4 separate regions of the Mus musculus genome follow, and regions 2, 3 and 4 are each linked to region 1. Evidence: chromatin contacts called from public Hi-C and HiChIP or PLAC-seq data. All regions are on one chromosome and are shown on one strand. Each heading gives the region's core, a stretch centred on a gene start, on an enhancer-like site or on the middle of the called end of the contact. The rest is flanking DNA. Distances are from core to core; before and after follow the strand shown.

Region 1 (2,700 bases), core at 53-2,552:
AAATTCCCCACCAACCAGGGAAAGCAGGCACACGACAAACAGCAAATGTACAATCCTGCTAACAGAATAATGATCTTCTGTCTCTAGTGGATATAGTTAGTCACCCAACACTTTATGAGCACCTACTGTGTGCCAGGCACTTTATAGCGACTGCGGCCCTTGCATTAAAACACAAAAACAAAGTTTTCACTCATTCTAAAAAAATGTTAAAATTTTAACATCTATGAAATAAATATACTTCTTGCAACCAGCACCAATAGTTTAAGTGATATTGCTTTTCTTTCAAAGCAAGGTCTCTTATTATCAATACTAAATTACTTATTCATGCTGTAGGGAAAACAATGTTTCCAAAGTTTTGCTCAGTTATTCTTCAAAGCCTCATTCTGTTAATTTTTAAGGAAGCACACGGAAAAAAAAATCAAGACTGACAACTAGTATACTTCTTAAACCCATGAGGGTTTGTGGGTGTATTTTCAAAACCATGTGAATGAAGGTCACTATTTTTTCCTATGCAAAAAGCTGTCCTTTGTTAAAAACAATAGCAATGCTATGAATGGATTTCAGAGTCACAAACCTTATTGAACCACTCAGGGCTTTTCTTTTTAGCTAATGATAATGTTGTAACAAATCCAGCTAGCATTCCCGCTGCGGCTGCAGAACCAAGGAAAATTCCACCTGCCAAGAATTGAGAGAAGGGATTAAAAATAAAACTTAAATTAAAGAGAATTGCACAACGAAGTATCAGAAACTTTCAGGATTACATTCAAAACTCGAAACATCATGGCTAGGCGGCTCTTGTGAAGTGGGTCTGAGAAACCTGCGTGATCTCACGACCTCGGGTTTCTGGTTCAAGGGTACGCTCTGAAGCTCAGTTCTTCAGGGCTGAGAATGGGTTTTTTTCCCTTCTCTCTGTCCTCAAGGACAGCAGCGCGAAGTTTTTCCACGGGAAGAAGAGATCGTGGCAATCAGAAAAGGGCAGGGCACAAGAAAAACTATAGATAAGGATGGGTAAATACAGTATGGACTGGAGAGTAGATGGCAGGATTTACCCGCCCCTGCCCAAGGAGACTTCACCTGGTGAGTGACATATGGGCCCCACTGGCTGAGTTCAGAATAAGGGCTCTCAGAAAAGAATGTGTTCCGGAACATCACATCCCAGCTCAGAGCAAGCATACCTTTAACCAGAAACAACCGATCGTCCGGAGACCCTGGAGCTTCTAATTCAGAGGACTCCCCGGGCCCAGGACCCGAGGTCTCCATTTTAAAGTCTCCTACTCTACTGTTTCCGTTACCAAAGAGGCCCGAGTGGAAGCTCAAGGGAGAGAGAAGAAAGGTTCCGCGGCTGCCTTCCCTGTGCAACCTGAAGAAAGGTCCGGGTTTCCCACTTTCCCCGCTTAACACTCTTGCAGTGAGAGAAGACAGAAAGGCTGCTCTCTGTCCCAGCCCAGAGCCGAGGGCGGCGCCCCACAAGACGGCCCTCCTGGGAGGATCACTCGCCTTCTTGCAAGGTGATGATCTGTTGGACTTTAGTAAGGTTTTGGGTTTTTTTTTTTTTGGTTTTGTTTTGTTTTCCCTACTTGGAAGAATACTCAGTTCCGACTCTAGGAGGCAGTGAGAGGTCGCAAATGGAGCCGGGAGCCCATCTGCCTGGCTTGGATCCTGGAGCTGTTTACCACTCCAGATACACTTGCACTGCTTCTAAGGATTTGGTCCGCACTAACAGACCACGATTCTAAAAAGCAAGCCTCAATATTTTCCCCGCTTCTTTCTGAGAAATTTCGAAATAGTTATTTCAGGGTTAAGTGACATGCCCAATTCTGGAAGAGAAACATCTCACCAGCTTCGAAGCACACGCCCTTCCCAAGATCTGATTTGCCCGCCCCCAGTGGACGCGCTGGGCTGGCTAAATGATTGAATGAACTGAGCCAATCTAGAGAGCAGAGTACAGAGGCCCTCTCTCAAAGCTTATTAACACGGGCTCCAAGGCTGCCCCGGACTTGCTGGGATCCTTAGCAGCCTGCAAGCAGGCCTGGGAGGACGATGTGCCAGGGTCTACGGACAGAGTAAATGGCTATTGAGGGAAGAGTAGTGGGAAGTAGCCAACGTTTTCAGCCTCTCAAAGGGAGACCTAAGACATATGGCATCATCTTTTAAAATGAAGCCAGTTCTTTAGCCTCTAGCCTTTTTCTGAGCACTTTAAGGGCATGGGCATCTTGAGGGTGGAGATTGTTATCTATACTCATTTGATATTCCCCAGCTCTCAGTGTATTACCTGGTCATGTATAATAAATGCCTGTCCGAGGGACGGGTAAATGAAAGCATTAGTTTTTGCAGCAGTTAAATGCATTTATTAGCTCAGACCTGCGTTCAGGTCGTAAAGCACTTCTTATTTGTGTGAACTTGGTGTTTGCCATATAGCCTCTCGTTACCTCGTTCCCCTCAATTATTAACTATGGAAACAGTACCTCACAGGATTTTTGAATGAAGAGGTGCGTGTGTGTGTGTGTGTGTGTGTGTGTGTGTGTGTGTGTTGTACATCCCTCTTGACCACTTGAAAAGCTGATACAAGAGGATAAATTCAAATCTAACCTAGGTAACAAGACCCAGTTTCAATCTTTTAAAAGTTATGAGTGTGATGGAGTTAGCATAGTGTCTGGCACACATAATATGCGTTTTAATTGCTGTTATCATTGATTCTAG
Region 2 (2,700 bases), core at 185-2,684, 130 kb after region 1:
CTGGTGGTCTCATCAAGATAGATGACCACTCCTGCCATAGTCTAGGGCAGATCGACTAAGATTTTAAGCAGTAGAATTCCCTTCAAGACCTAAGTCTGGGTGACATTCTGATATAGCAGGAAAATCCCTTTATCTCCCTGCTGTCGTAGACCTGACTTTGTCCACCTCAGGAGGAAATCACAGCACAATGCCTGGGCTTTCATATGCTACTTACAAGGTGCAGATATGGGAATGTTGTTGTTAAAGAAGAAAGTACATCTTTTGGTCTCTGAAGACCTCCTGAGAGCCTTTCTAGGGGATTCAGCCCATCTTTGCTCTCTTTCTCTTTTTACTTTACAAAAACGGCTCTTTGGAACCTTTCCTTTCAACTTTGTTCCCATTTCATTCCTCACACAGGAGGGGAGAAAACGAGAGGCTGAGTATGAGGTGCCTTGCCTGGTGTCCCAGCATGGAGGGATCGGTGATGGCCTCTTCCCACAGTCACCACCGTGGGCTGGGTTTTAAGGGGCCCTCTGTAGGGTGCTGGTTGCTGAGTTGCTAGGGTGAATCTGACAAATACCATTTAACTATGACTCTCTAGCTCCTGTCAATATGGCCATCAATATTAGCCCCCACACATGGATGTCTTAGCTCTGTTGTACTGTGGGTTTTTTGTTTTGTTTTGTTTTGTTTTGTTTTCAAAACTCTTCTCTACCTCATTCCACTGTGGTTGAAACTCATTTCATAGTTTATTCAGACCAAGACTGGCTGAATTATTTTGATTAGGTATTTTATTTCTTAGTTCTATCCACAGTGGTGTTCAATAAATATTATTGATTGATTTAATGATCACATCTACTCTTTGATTTATACGCAGGGTCGATTTTAGTAGATTATAAGTAAAGCTAGCATTTGTCCAAATAGACGGTTTTCACTTCACTGCAATAAAGATTTACGAGAAATGATCACAGCTCATTTTCTACCTATTTAAATTATCACTATCATTTAACAAATTGACATAAGGTTTAGTGGGTTTATGTATAACTATATATTATTGTTTTAAAAATGTGTGTATATGTATGTATGTATGAGCATGAGTGTATCACAGCACATATGTGGAGATCATTTTATGAATTGGCTCTTACCTTCTACCCTGTGAGTCACAGGGATTGAACTCAGGCAATCAACCTTGGTGGCAAGCTCCATTATCTGTTGAGCCATCTTGTTGACCCTCTGTTCTTACTATTAAACCCTTCTAAATGGCTCCAGCTTTTGCCCTCCCGGTGCATGGCTCACTTGGTTCAGTGCAGCTGTCTTTAAGACTATTCCGTATGGTTTCTCTTGGATGCTGTCACTCCAGGACTCTTTGGCCTATGGACCCCTCACTCAGTCTCACTCCTCAGATTGTCTGACTAAGCCTCTGGAGGCGCCTCTCATGCTGTCACCCTCTCCTAAGCAGTTTCGGTTCCCTTCCAAACTTGAGAACAAGAGGCCCAAGGCAGGGTAAAGCCTGAGCTAGCTTTGGAGGTGGCAGAACTGCTTTTACTACATTCTCCAAGTCATGCAAGTCACCAAGGCCAGCCCAGACTCCAATTAGATCTTTATCTCACGGTGGCAGGAGTCAAGAGTTTGCAGCCATTAATCTATCTTCCAGCATTCTGAAAAAAAAAACAAAAAAATTTTTCTTTTTCTGGTTGGACACACACCATACATACACACACCACACATACCACATACTACAGACATACCCACCACATAAAACATATACACACGCATAACCCACACACACACACACACTCACACATTTTAAAGCTACGGTAATCAGTTCTGAGGCCCATACTCACTGTTTTTCATAACAGTGGTTCTGAAAATCATATCCTAAGAGTAAAACTTTTGGGGGATCAGAAAGTCACAGTGAATGCCATAAAAATACCCAAGCTCACAAAAACAACATGCCCCCCTTTAGCAAGGCATTTTCCCCCAGAAACTATGAGGGGAGGGATTGAAGAAAATGAGACAGACTCAGTAGAGCCCTTCACTCTTGGAGGAGCTAGCATCAGCCACAGCCCCTGGATAGTTCTTGTTAGTGAGGGAGAAGAGGAGTCCGAATTCTCCCATGCATGCCCATGCAGCTCTCATTAAGATGGAATGCACAAAGATATTCTCTCCCTGTGGGCACTTTGGCCTCTGTGCCTCCATCTCTCTCCAGAAGCCTAACTTGGGCGTTTTGAGAGAAGTGGGAAGGGAAGCTTCCAGTGGCTTGGCAGGCAGCCTGGGAATCTGTTCTGTCCTCAGCCACCTGAGTGCGTTGCCATCTACCTGTGTGAAAGCACATGCCAGCGGTAGTGTTGGTTCCCATGGCAACCCAGGCCTCAAATAGCACACTCTTGGGACAGCTCAGTGCACACTGGCCATAGCATCTGCTCCATGAGGACACCAGCCCATTGAAAGAATGTGAGCCCATTCCTTGAAGCGAGTCACTGCTGAATTCCAGGCCTAGGACTGTGGTGGGCACATGGTAAGGCATTCAGGAAGTGTGTGCTGGTTGAGCGGTAGATGGAAGAGGTCCCATGTGCTTCTAAGTGGGGAGGGTTGTGGAGTAAGTTATAAAATCTGAAATAGAAAAATTTCAAACGAAGCTAAAGCCAGTGAGGGAATGAACCAGTTGCCTGCCTGCAAATGGGATAAATTGATGGTTAAGTGGCCAAAGACCTTTGAACC
Region 3 (2,700 bases), core at 84-2,583, 200 kb after region 1:
AGTTTTTATATTTGAAATGTCGAAGAAATCAGTCTCAAGCTTTTCATTGAAGGAATTATCTTTATGTCAGATTCTGCTCCATTGAGCCAATCTCTAAACAGAAATTAAGAGTCAGTGAAGTTAGGATCTCAGTAGCCAATGGCAAAAATAAATTTATATCTGGTTATAAAGAGAGTCATTTTATCTCTATGGGAATGATGTGTGTGTGTGTGTGTGTGTGTGTGTGTGTGTGTGTGTGTGTATTTATGTGCATGAATATAGGCAATCTATATAGAATCATTTCGACGTGTGTATAAGATGTGTATATGAATGCAGGCATGCATGCTGTCATGTGAAGCACGCGGATGTCAGCGAGCAATCTCTAGCATTGATCCTTGCCTTCTATCTTGCTTGAGACAGGGTCTCTTACATGCCAGTATAGCTGGCCTGTGAGCCTCAAGGATGGGGGTTCCTTCTGTCTCTACATCCCTATTACCTTAGGACCACTTGAATTATAGTTGTGTGCTATAGTGACTCAGCTATATCTGGTTTTGAGGGAATCCAACATGAACTATTTCCATAGCCCCTTGCTATGTACTTTTAATGGCAAAAATCCTCTGATTTCATGGTCTCAGATAGTATCACACCCAGAAGATGGTTCCACTCTTCATGTGTAAACATCAAAACATACACAAATATTTTCCCCTGAATAGTTATTAAAATTGCTATTAGAGGGTTGGAGAGATGGCTCAGCCATTAAAGGCTAGGCTCACAACCAAAAATTCAAAATCACTGCTAGAACAGAAAAAAGAGCAGCATAATACCATGGCAACGCCACACCCTTCTACCTGTTCCTGGCGGCCTTTCCTTCTCTACAGTGTACAGGGTGACACTTTGTACACAGCTATTTGTGCACCTGTCTCATCATAGCAGGAGTCAGACAGCTCTCGATGCTGTTCATGACTGGAGTAAAGACATCTCATCATTTTAGCATTTGTTTTGTCTGGTGCCAAATTAGCTAATATCTTTTATGTTCCAAAAAACCCCGGATGCTTTCAGAGTCTCATTCCCCGACTCCCCAGCCCGTCTTCTCCTGTCACTTTCCAATTGAGCTTTATGAAGACGAAGATGCCTGTCTCCTGTTCTCTGTGCTGCCCTGGGCTGTATGTAGGTCACAATTCCGGAGACAGAAATAGGACTCCAAATGGTGTTTATGTCTCTGGCAGCTGTATCATCATCTTGTATGAAATCCAGGCCCTCGGAGGCGGAGGCGGAGGCAGAGGTGGAGGCTACACACACCGCAGATGGTGTTCAGTGGAGCTCAGGGCACTGCTGCTCAGAATGTGAAGAGGCTGTTTGTCTCCGAGAGGTCTGAGCTTGGACTGAGAATTTCTAAGCTGCTCGTAGTGGTTTGGCTGTTGAACCAGTGCTGCCAGTTGCCATGGGTTGGCAAGCGGCCCATCCAGCCTCATTGCTCCTGGAGTTCCATGTTCACAGTCACAATCAAAGGCAGAGTCTGCTTACTGCTTTTCATCACCAGGACTATAGATGCTCTCAGCTTCTTCTGAACTTCAGTTGAAAGCTGTCTCTCTTGCACAGATGCCATCATTTAGAAGCAGGGATCCTATAGCTTTGATAAAGAGGTTACGGGGACTTCCCAAGAGAACTTAGCACTGTCCTTGGGAAAGAGGACAGCTGTCACCAGGTGCCCACTATCTCATTAAGCTGAGCTGACTTAAAGACCTGATCCCAAAGTGCCTGGCAAAGGATTACACGGTGTGTACCTGACACACAGTAGTTCAATGAGCTATGGAATATTCTCTCCTTGTCTTCTCCGAGGAAGCCACGCAGAAGGACAGCTTCTCATCTCCCACATAAAGGGGCTTATAGGCCTCAGCATAAAAATTGCAATAATAATATATATCCATTTTCACCCAAATTCACCTATAAGTATTCATTCCATCTTATCTCCCTATGCCATACTTTCCCTAAACTATTTGAAAGAAGACTGCGTATCTCATGAGACCTTATTCCTGAATATGCAGTGCACGTTTCCTAAGAACAAGAACCTCTCATGGAATGGACACATGCAGTCAGCGTTGGCAAGTTCTAACACAGGTCTGCTCTGGTTGGACTCACCATGGATAGTTTATTTCTGGTGGCCACACACTGGCACATTTTCATGGCTTACCACAACACAAGGTTGCTTTGTAAATGACAATAAAAGAAATGAAGCCAGCATCTGGATGATAAGAAGGCTATCAAGTCTGAGTCCCTTCTCTATCACTCCCCAGCTGCTGTCACAGTCCGAGGTCTAGACTTGAAGTAATTGAATTTAGGTGCCTCATGGACATGCTAAACATGCCCCCTGTGGTGGCTGGTTTTGACACAATGTTGGCTCTATTGGGAAGAGAGTCTCGATGAGACATTGTCTACATTAAATTGGCCCATGGGCCTTCCTGTTGCCTGGAAGGGATTTCTTAATTGAATTAATTGAAGCAAGAAGACCTACCCTATATGTGGGTGTGCTTCCCCTCAGCAGCATGCATGAATTCGTGTCTGTCTGCTCTTGACTATGAACGTAATATGACTAATTGTTTCAAATTCCTGCTACCTTCTTGTCCCCATCACAATTGGCTATAACCTGCAATTGTGAGCCAAATAAACCCTTTCTTGTTTCGGTTGTTTGTGTCGGCGTATTTTTATCACAGCAACACAAAC
Region 4 (2,700 bases), core at 78-2,577, 230 kb after region 1:
TGGGCTCAGACCCTTCAAGTCCATCTTTGTGCTCAGCAGCAAGTACACAGGCTGGCTGTAGGGTATCATGACTAAAAGAAAAAGAAAAATTGAGATGATATTTTGCAAAAAAAATCACTGGGTTGATTTTGAGGGTCAAAAGAAATATGAGAAAATTCAGGAGCTCGGATCAGTAAAGTGCTTGGATTGAAAACATGAGAAACTGAGTTAAATCCACAAAGAGTTGGGCATGGGCCCACGTGCCTGTGATTGTCCCACAGAGGAGATGGAAGCTGGCAGATCGCTGGGGTTGCTGGCTGGCCAGCCACAAGCCCCAGTGAGAGAGCCTGTCTCTCAAAACAAGGCGGCTCCTGAAGAAAAGATACTCAAGGTTGACTTCCGGCCCCTCCACAGTATGTACATGTACACACAAAAGGGGGTTGGAGGGAGAGAAAGTGAGAGTCAGAGAGACAGATACAGAGAGACACAGAGAGATTGTTCAGTGCAGAAACCTGACCTAGCCTAAATGGAGGGACAGAGGGCAGAAAACACCTGGAACCATGGCCTGCAGGCCTGGCTGTGTTAACTGGTCTCTGGTACCTGAACTTCCCACTACCTCCCGGTACAGATGGCAGGAGACCTGTCTAAATCAAATCCTACTATAGAACCATTCCAGCTCAAACAGAGCCTCAGAGTGACGACAGAGGCTTCTCCGGGCTTCTGGAGACAACCTTTCCTTAATAAACAACATTCTTAGTCAGGGTTTCTATTCCTGGACAAAACATCATGACCAAGAATCAAGTTGGGGAGGAAAGGGTTTATTCAGCTTACACTTCCACAGTGCTGTTCATCACCAAAGGAAGTCAGGACTGGAACTCAAGCAGGTCAGGAAGCAGGAGCTGATGCAGAGACCATGGAGGGATGCTCCTTACTGGCTTGCTTCCCCTGGCTTGCTCAGCCTGCTCTCTTATAGAACCCAAGACTACCAGCCCAGGGATGGCACCACCCTCACTGGGCTTTCCCACTTGATCACCAACTGAGAAAGTGCCTTACAGCTGGATCTCATGGAGGCACTTCCCCAACTGAAGCTCCTTTCTCTGTGAAACTCCAGCCTGTGTCAAGTTGACACACAAAACCAGCCAGTACAAACGTTAAAAGTGCTCTCTGGTGATTAATGGCTGTCAGGTTTCCTTTCATCAATATTTTATGAGTCCACGTTTGTGCCAGGACTTACAGTCAGTCCAATAGTAACTGCAGAAGAAGAGAGAGGAGGTGATTCATGAGGATGCCATTGGCCACCAATGGCAACATGGTCTCATGACAGTGGGTGTCAGCCCTAGCCCTCACTTCCTGGATGTCTCACTTCTGAGAATGTCTGGGCAGAGCAACAGGCAAACCACCCGGCCCTCTGATGCTGTCTTCTCTGAGATAGCTCTGTTCTCAGAAAGTACACTGCAAACCTCAGTGTGATTAGCCACTGAACTCAGAGCTGTGCTACCCACCATTTAATGTCTGCATTAGTGCAGAGAGCCTGCCCCATGCCCACAGGGGAAAGCTAAGCCAATATGGCACCTTGGGCACCTTCTCAGAAGAATCGCTGGGCATGTTTCATGGGTACTTCCTCATTGTTCCATTTCCCCCTTTTTAAAAGCCCTGGCACCACAATATTATCTGGGATTATAACCGTTATAAATTTGCTGTCCAGGAAAGAGTCAAAAAGAAAAGTCCTGGGGGACCTGGAACTCACAGTGGAAGAGTCAGGAGCTGTCTTTCCATGTCAGTGGGCGTCGGATTGAACGTGAGAAATGGAAATGACAGAAAGAGGGGAAAGTCATCTGGGAAAGAAAGAAACTGGAAGCAGATGTTTCCAGGGCTTCAAAGAAGCCAAACTGAAACACCCCCCACCCCCACCCAATAAATAAGAATTAGAAGCCGCTTAAATGCGTGGCAGTGGGAAAATGGGTCATTACAATGTTGCAGAACTCTGTGACAACCGTTACTAAATATCTCACTACACTAACTACACAGTTTGGCTATGCTAACAAAATGGCTCAGTAGTGGAACGCTTGCCCGGCATGCTCTGGGCTCAGTCTCCAGTGTTGAAAACAGAAAAGATCAACAGCTTATAAATGTTGTCTGGGTATAATTTTGATAGCACATGCAAATACAAAATACAAAATCGTGTCTGCATTGTGATCTTAAGATGATAACATCCAGAAGCCTAGGGAAATGATCAAAACTACAGGAGGTGTCTTTCTCTTTTCTTTTTTCTTTTTTAACTGATTAACTGACTGGTGAGTGATTTCAATTGCTCCTGTATTCTTTCTGTTTCTGATCAGTAGACAAACCAATCAGTGCAATTGCAGAAAGTTGAGTAGATAGCTGTTTAAAACTCATTGCTCACCGTGTTCCTAGATGGGGCAAGTTCCAGTTTTGCTCAAAAGGATGCCTTCCCTCCAGGACACTGAGATACCGTGAGTCTCCTACTTGACTCTCACAGGCATTCTAGGAGTTAGGGTTAGGGTTAAGGAGGCACTGATGAGAAAAAACTGTGAAAACAGCCAAGGGCTATTGCAAGCAGGACATATGGACATTGTGAGCCACTGTGATGGCCACTGTGTCTGTTTGCAAACACAATAGAGCATAAGGAATGAGAAAACTGAACACAGATGCCTGTCTTTCTAAGAGTCAGAGCCTACTGGAAATCAGAAATTGAGATGT

What was found. A called contact is a pair of places that touch in the nucleus more often than the background predicts. HiChIP or PLAC-seq counts read pairs in DNA pulled down with a chosen protein or histone mark.
Region 2: a contact with region 1 is called in an H3K4me3 HiChIP or PLAC-seq map of bone marrow-derived macrophages, with 6 times the contacts expected there. The contact joins the enhancer-like site here to the promoter of Tmem242 in region 1. A contact is called at or near these places in 12 of 39 promoter capture datasets (the 3T3-L1 cell line, the C10 cell line, the HPC-7 cell line and 8 more), 1 of 15 datasets of contacts at CTCF or cohesin (the NIH/3T3 cell line), 6 of 484 Hi-C or Micro-C datasets (the HPC-7 cell line, bone marrow-derived macrophages, cranial neural crest and 3 more), 11 of 115 datasets of contacts at active chromatin or transcription factors (bone marrow-derived macrophages, embryonic stem cells, fetal liver and 4 more) and 3 of 9 other capture datasets (adipose tissue, macrophages and pancreatic islet).
Region 3: a contact with region 1 is called in a Hi-C map of cerebral cortex, with 4 times the contacts expected there. The contact joins the enhancer-like site here to the promoter of Tmem242 in region 1. A contact is called at or near these places in 12 of 39 promoter capture datasets (the 3T3-L1 cell line, the C10 cell line, the HPC-7 cell line and 6 more), 5 of 484 Hi-C or Micro-C datasets (bone marrow-derived macrophages, cerebral cortex, forebrain and 2 more), 13 of 115 datasets of contacts at active chromatin or transcription factors (the 230-238 cell line, bone marrow-derived macrophages, embryonic forebrain and 6 more) and 3 of 9 other capture datasets (adipose tissue, macrophages and pancreatic islet).
Region 4: a contact with region 1 is called in an H3K4me3 HiChIP or PLAC-seq map of bone marrow-derived macrophages, with 8 times the contacts expected there. The contact joins the enhancer-like site here to the promoter of Tmem242 in region 1. A contact is called at or near these places in 18 of 39 promoter capture datasets (the 3T3-L1 cell line, 3T3-L1-derived adipocytes, the C10 cell line and 10 more), 3 of 15 datasets of contacts at CTCF or cohesin (the NIH/3T3 cell line, large pre-B cells and pro-B cells), 8 of 484 Hi-C or Micro-C datasets (Th1 cells, adipose-derived mesenchymal stem cells, bone marrow-derived macrophages and 5 more), 18 of 115 datasets of contacts at active chromatin or transcription factors (the 230-238 cell line, acute myeloid leukemia, bone marrow-derived macrophages and 10 more) and 4 of 9 other capture datasets (embryonic stem cells, liver, macrophages and 1 more).

Annotation. Positions count from the first base shown.
Region 1 is chr17:5,438,958-5,441,657 of GRCm38.p6, forward strand. Tmem242 (transmembrane protein 242) reads right to left here and starts at 1,303. Exons shown (of 4, transcript NM_027457.4): 1 at 1,176-1,303; 2 at 575-675. The coding sequence starts at 1,260.
Region 2 is chr17:5,573,412-5,576,111 of GRCm38.p6, forward strand. The region is part of intron 1 of Zdhhc14 (zinc finger, DHHC domain containing 14); the gene reads left to right. Among named protein-coding and RNA genes, the nearest start is that of Gm52305, 47 kb to the left of the region's middle. Within about 2 kb of position 1,435, at least 62 of the 459 cell types and tissues checked have an H3K27ac peak or open chromatin away from gene starts, as enhancers often do. A contact at or near this core is called in adipose tissue, bone marrow-derived macrophages, macrophages and 4 more, where this site is marked.
Region 3 is chr17:5,642,243-5,644,942 of GRCm38.p6, forward strand. The region is part of intron 1 of Zdhhc14 (zinc finger, DHHC domain containing 14); the gene reads left to right. Among named protein-coding and RNA genes, the nearest start is that of Gm52305, 120 kb to the left of the region's middle. Within about 2 kb of position 1,334, at least 42 of the 459 cell types and tissues checked have an H3K27ac peak or open chromatin away from gene starts, as enhancers often do. A contact at or near this core is called in cerebral cortex, forebrain, hippocampal neurons and 1 more, where this site is marked.
Region 4 is chr17:5,667,349-5,670,048 of GRCm38.p6, forward strand. All of the region lies in intron 2 of Zdhhc14 (zinc finger, DHHC domain containing 14), which reads left to right. Among named protein-coding and RNA genes, the nearest start is that of Gm41519, 100 kb to the right of the region's middle. Within about 2 kb of position 1,328, at least 15 of the 459 cell types and tissues checked have an H3K27ac peak or open chromatin away from gene starts, as enhancers often do. A contact at or near this core is called in bone marrow-derived macrophages, where this site is marked.